Linked DNA regions of Hordeum vulgare: region 1 is linked to region 2. A link is a contact called in public Hi-C data. All regions are on one chromosome and are shown on one strand. Each heading gives the region's core, a stretch centred on a gene start, on an enhancer-like site or on the middle of the called end of the contact. The rest is flanking DNA. Distances are from core to core; before and after follow the strand shown.

Evidence for each region. Hi-C and Micro-C count contacts between places; a contact is called where the count stands out from the background.
Region 1: a Hi-C map of leaf shows a contact between it and region 2, with 8 times the contacts expected there. The contact joins the promoter of LOC123444398 here to the promoter of LOC123444397 in region 2. A contact is called at or near these places in 4 of 6 Hi-C or Micro-C datasets (leaf and seedling) and 1 of 1 datasets of contacts at active chromatin or transcription factors (embryo).

The regions. Positions count from the first base shown.
Region 1 is chr3H:484,785,349-484,788,336 of MorexV3_pseudomolecules_assembly, forward strand. LOC123444398 (dynamin-related protein 5A) reads right to left here and starts at 1,387. Exons shown (of 8, transcript XM_045121098.1): 1 at 925-1,387; 2 at 604-795; 3 at 299-505; 4 at 1-109. The coding sequence starts at 1,299.
Region 2 is chr3H:484,269,939-484,273,248 of MorexV3_pseudomolecules_assembly, forward strand. LOC123444397 (putative RNA-binding protein YlmH) reads left to right here and starts at 1,976. Exons shown (of 11, transcript XM_045121096.1): 1 at 1,976-2,451; 2 at 3,190-3,310. The coding sequence starts at 2,407. It overlaps LOC123444396 (pentatricopeptide repeat-containing protein At2g27800, mitochondrial-like), which reads right to left and starts at 1,535. Exons shown (of 1, transcript XM_045121095.1): 1 at 76-1,535. The coding sequence starts at 1,491. The coding sequence ends at 310.

The DNA.
Region 1 (2,988 bases), core at 137-2,636, 510 kb after region 2:
AGATGGTTCCTCGGTCCTTTGGAAGAGCCACAAAGAATGGGTGGATATTGTCCCCAAGGTAACCGCTTGCGCTCAGGTAGCTATCGACCTCCCACCTTTCGGTAAATTCCTTGAAATGATCAAAACAGGCAACAATATCGTAAGACACGATACCAATTTCATTTCAGTAAATTCCTTGAAATGATCAAAATAGGCGACAACATCATAAGACACAGTACCAATTTCATTTCACAATTTACAGTGAAGAAGCTATTGAACCTCACAGTGTACTGATTGTTCTGCAGGCTGGCAAGCATACCTTGAGTCGGTTGTCAAACTTGGAGATGACTATCATGGTGCGCCTGAAAGTGGGATCGATCTCTCTGATTGCATCGAGCCAGAGCGAAGAGCACCACTCGACGCTGCTCTGCTGGAGGAACAGAATGAGGCGGTGGGGCGGGCTCGCTAGTGTCTTCACCATCGACAGGATCTCCTCAGGCGTCCTCTCCGGCTCACCTTTCTTGGCCTACAGCGGTCAGGAATTCCATCAACCAGCTGACAAACAGACCAAACAACCACTGCACTTTGTTGGGAAGTGGAAGCCCACAATTCACCGCTGCCTACCTTAAGCACGAAACCTGGGGTGTCGATGATGGTGAGGTTGGGGCAGTGCGCGTACTCGGCCCTCATGACGATGGGCTTGGGCGAGACGGCGGCCTTGATCGTCCGTAGGTGCGACTCGGTGCGCTGCTTGATGAGGTCGGCTATGGCCGCGGCCTGCACCATGGGGTGGCCGTACTCCTCCGAGTCCTCCTCCTGCGATGCGCCGCACAACCCACGCTAATCAGCCGCTCGCACGCGTTTACCAGGAGCACCAGACTCGATCTGTGAGGGGAACGAAGGGGGGGAAACCCTAGAAGAGGTGAAGCGGGGCAGTGCACGCACCTGGAAGCGGCAGCGGGGATCGAGGGCGGTGGGGTCGTGGACCATCTGGAGGACGAGGGGGCGGCGGGTGCCCATCTCGACCTCCCGGACGTTGAAGCGGAAGCCGAGGAGCGCCTCCAGGAGCGAGCTCTTGCCGTCCGACTGGCCCCCTATCGCCACTATCTCCGGAATCGGGAGCTTCTCCCCGAACGCCACGGCCGCCGCCTGCAGCCGGTTGTAGGCCTCGAACCGGGCCTTGGTGTCCGACGCGGCGGCGGCCGCCGCCGCCGCGGCCGAGGCCGAATCCGCCACGGTTCGGCGGGCGGACGGGGAAGGGGTGGCCTTGGGGTTCGGCGTCCTGCCCGCCGCCGGAGAGAGGAGGGCGTTGGTCGCCATGGGTGGGGGAGCCAGTGGAAGCGGAGACGGCGGGGTTTGAATTTGAAATGCCGGAGAGGTGTGGGAAAGGGTTGCAGAGTACAGGCTGTAGTGCGAGACAGCGAGAGCCGTTTGGGATCGTGATATTTCTTTATATTATACAGGAGATGGGCCGATCTCGAATCGTGTCTTCGACGCCTCCTCGGCTCCTCCCTCCTGATCGCATCGAGGTCACGGGTCCAGCCCATCCAACCGTTGAAAGTGGACTTGTGTATTCAAGGTACAAGCCCAGTAGCCCACAAAGAACTATTACTCCCTAATCTCAACGCCGATCCCTAAATCAGGACACCGTACAGGTCTACGGACTGTATGGAACGGTTGAAACCAGTCCATAAACAATGATGCAAGAGCCAATCATCCAAAGATGTCTCTTAAATGTCCGCTCAAGTTTAATTATTTTGAATTCAAATCTGCCCGATCACGTAGCGTGCGCTGACCACAAACCAAAAAGAGACAAATATGCATAGATTTTACATGCCCGGTCATAAAAAATATCGTACCGGCATTCAATGCATAAAATAGATGTTTGCCTTGCCCGACCGGCAATCTAAGCCTCCACGCTCACTGTGTCGTTGCCGCCTTCTCGATCGTCCCTTTCTCTCCCTCTCGAGATAACCATTTGTGTGCTTCAATATCCTAAGACTGGCGGCTTTCATGATTAGTCTGGCATCATCATATAATTCCTCCATTTAAAAGGTCAATATCTTCGCATCCTCCAAAGTGGTGCAATCTTAATCTTCTTCTCATCGAGCATGGCTTTCTTCTCTCCAAGCTTGAGCTTTCTCTCGGTTGCCGCCATCGATATGGTAAACCTCTCGGCCTTACATGCCTCCTTGATGTCAGGGCTCTTGACAAATGCCTACTCCTTCTTCGCTAACATGTCCTTGTACCTCTCCATCATCTTGGTTGTCGCCCTTCTCGCTTCGCCTTCTCCTCCTCCCACTTCTTTCCTTGAAACACTCTTCTAACCTTTTTGGACGACTCTTTTGTTGGGTTGGTTTGATCACGTGTTTCTTTCTCGGTGTCCATGTCGACGGTCATGACGGAGTTAGCAATGAATACATTTCATTTGGGTTGCCCATTCAATTTCAACCAACAGGGCAAGACAACAAAGTTCTTCTTCTTCAACTTCATGAACAAATTGCATGCGCGAGAAGGCTAAAGAGTAAAACATTGTCAACAAGTTACATATCTGATTTGGCCAGGTGACCAAAATATAGAGCATATTCGTCCAACAAGTTACATATCCGAGCAACAATTTACATACCCGAGCAACAATTTACATACCCGCCCAAAATATCAACACATATGACAACCTACTTGCTCGGAGATTTGCGCACCACTTGGTCATTGTCCGATGAGTTGCTTCAAGTGGCAACAATACTTGGACACTGACTCTTGGATGATGTACCATCGGTGGTTTGAGAGAATTCACCCACGGTTGCGAATGAGTTCGTCGGCGTAGGGCTCGAAATGTTTGTGTTCGTGGAACCAAGTGTGAATGTAGGCCCAAAATGTTGAGCCTTTTTGCTCTTTATCATGGATTGGATCGATGGTAGTGGCCACCATACATGACACAACAACTCGTCCTCCCTCATGTTGAAGCTTTCTCCCCTATCCTTTTTCTTTGGATCAGTAGCAAATTGAGTC
Region 2 (3,310 bases), core at 726-3,225:
GAGCGACGATTGATCGCCCGGCCGTCAGCTCGGTCGCTTGCGAGTCTTGAGTCGATCGGCACTGGCACTGGCAGGTGAAGTGGCAGCCACAACCATGGCGTAAGCCCGTAGGTAGAGTTGTGTCGTCGTAGCTCTACCCAACAGGTTCAAATGTTGGCGCTCATATTACACACACCAATACGAGGAGTAGGAATTTAGCCAGTACTAACTTGGTTTATTCCTCGTCTCTTTCATTCTAGCATGTGTTTACAAGACGTCTTGTTCGCGCGTGGTGGTAATCAGCACCGCCAGCGGAACACTCTGACTCTGTTAACCACTTTGTCGTCGCCGCCGATCACCACCTCTCGTGCTCTCGTCAGCATCCATGCCATCGTCGCCGTACTCGTCGTCCTGGATCGAGGCCAGGAGCTCTCGCCGCTCGGCGACTCTGAGCATGCCCATCTCCTCCATCTCCCCGACCACTCTTTCAGCGTCCTCCCTCTTCCCGGCCCTCCCGAGCTCCTCCACCACGGCCCTCCTCGTGATATGGTCCACCACCGCCCCCGCCCTGGCCATGTCCCACATCACCCGCTCGGCCTCCGCGGCCTCCCCGGCCACCGCGAGCGCGCTGACGAACGCGTTGCAGGCCGGCTCCGTCGGCATCATCCCTTTGCCTCGCATTTCGTCGAACAGCTCCTCGGCGTTCCTCGTGCGGCCCTGCGCGCTTAGCCCGCGCACGAGGTAGCTGTATGTGAGGCCGTCGGGCTCGCAGCCGTAGACGGGCGCCATCTGGTGGAACACGCGCAGCGCGTCGTTGAGGTGCAGCGACTGCGCGTAGCCCCTGACGAGCACGTTGAGCGCCCGGGTGTCCGGCGGGAGGCCCTCCTCCAGCATCTGCCGGAACAGCGCCGAGACGGTGTCCATGTACATGTAGTGGACCATGGAGTCGTTGCCCCCGCACGACAACAGCGCGGTGAAGAGCGCGTGGTAGGTGTCGGCGGCGGGGCGCGCGGCCGGGTCGGCGGAGGAGCGCATCAGGGTGTAGACGTGGAACGCCTTGCCGAGCCTGCGGAACTCGCAGTAGAAGTAGAGGGCGGCCCTGAGGAGGGGCCCCGGGGACGGCAGCGAGGGGAGGAGGGAGAAGAAGAGGCCGCAGGTGCGGTCGAACTCGTGGTAGAGGCCGGCGGCGCCGAGGCGCTTGATGGCGACGAGGAAGGGCCCGGGGTCGGGCCGGAAGGTGGGCCGGCCGAGGGAGTGGGTGAGGAGCGGGAAGAGGAGGCGGAGGTCGGAGGTGGAGGCGAGGGAGGTTGCGAGGACGGCCGGGGTGAGGCGGGAGGGGAGGGAGGCCACGGCCGCGGAGACGGCGTCGGGTGACGGCGCCTGGCTGGGCGCGCGATGGCTGCGGCGGAAGCGGTGCGGGGTGCGGCGGGAGGAGGTGCCGAAGGGGAGGCGGTGGGAGAGGGAGGCGCCGGCGGGCGTGCTGCAGAGGATGCGACGGAGGAGCGTGCTCATCGCGGCGGCGGCGCGGCGGCGGGGATACTGCGATACCAGTACAGTCCACAGAGCCCACAAAGGGCCACAGACGGCATAACAGAACGGCACAACCCCCCCACCCGGTCAGGCAACCGCACGGTCACATCACATCACATCACAGAGCGCTCCTCAAAGCACAGGCGGCCTCGTCGGCTTGCAGAGAGGATGGCCGCCGCGGTCGCCTTGGCAAGCCCTCTCCGGCGACTCCTCCACCCCCCTTGCCTGCGCCGTGCTAACCCCACACCACTCCACTTCTTCGCGCGAGGTAAAGCCGTAAGCCATTGCCCGGTCGGCCTCATACTCTGATTGATTGAGCTGTTGTCTGAGGCTTGGCCGCCCATGCACAGGGCGGTGTGACGTGGCCCTTGCCGTCTCGGCGGCCGCAGTCGGAGATTCGTCTGCGAAGGGGAGCGTGCACAGGCATGTAACCGAGGAAGTCATGGGCATTCTGGATATGGTTATCTCCTTTTCTTTAATTCTACCACATTTGTATCTTTCCATTGAACTTCCGTCAGAGTCCAGATCGACGTGAATGAAACAGTTCTATTGAGTGTCCGAGGTTAGGTGGTTGATGATAGTGCGGATACTTGGCCTGTCGACGAACTGTGCCTCCATGGAATTTGAGACTTCTTCCCGCTATTCATGAGCTTCAGGTTGTGTTCTAATAGACTGATGCTTCATCTGTAAGACAGTACATGAAAATTAGGGGAGGTGAGATGTGCTTCGTGTTAACTGTTTCGCTATTGAAACGTGAAGAAAAAGTCAGTTAATTGTTCAATTGGTCTGTGAAAACATAACCTCTGAATCATTTTGACTGGTGCCTTTGTAAGAGGGGAATAAAATTGCTTCTTCCAAGGTACACCAAGTGGCAGGAGTTCTAGAATTGGTGAATGGATGTACATGCATGTAACAGAGGAAGTTATGCGCATTCTGGATATGGTTATCTCCTTTTCTTAATCCTAGCCACATTTATATTTTCCATTGGACTTCCGTCACAGTCCAGATCGATGTTAAAGTGAAACGGTTCTATTGAGTGTCCTGTTTGCTGAGATTAGATGGTTGATGATAGTGCGGATACTTGTCCCGTGGACGAATTTGAGATTTCTTCCCACTATTCATGAGCTTCAGCTTGTGTTCTAATAGGCTGATGCTTCCTCTCTAAGAGAGTATTTTTAGTACATGGAAATTATGGGAAATCAGATGTGCTTTGTGTTAGCTGTTCCGCTATTGAAGCATGAAGAAAAGGCTAATTAAATGACCATTTGGGGTGTGAAAACATACCCTTTGAATCATATATTCATATTGACTGGTGCCTTTGTAAGAAGAGAATAAAATTGCTCAAAATTGCTTCTTCCAAGGTATACCAAGTGGCAGGAGTTCTAGAACTAGTGAATAGATGTATACGGATAAGCTGCAGGGAGGAAATACAAATTTGATCCTGATATACTATAGTGTCGCATGATGCTTGAAATAGAACATAACATAACTGCCTTTTGCATATTAACAATGTACCATGAGGTTGCTACATGGCTTTTCAGTAAATTTGTTCTAGTACTAGCCCATTTCCAAGAGAAGGAATATCACCCTGTTTTATATTGAACAAGTTACTGGGGTTACCAGTTACATGAACATTAGTCCTTCAATTCATGAATTTGTACTGACATCAAGCGTGTGCAGGCACAAAGGGCTTCCCAACGAAGAGACGTCTTCCACACCAGTTTCCTTACGCCGCCTATCATAACGGAGGCTATGCTGGCAATTGAAAAGTTAGCCGATATCAAAGCAATAGCTCAGGGAG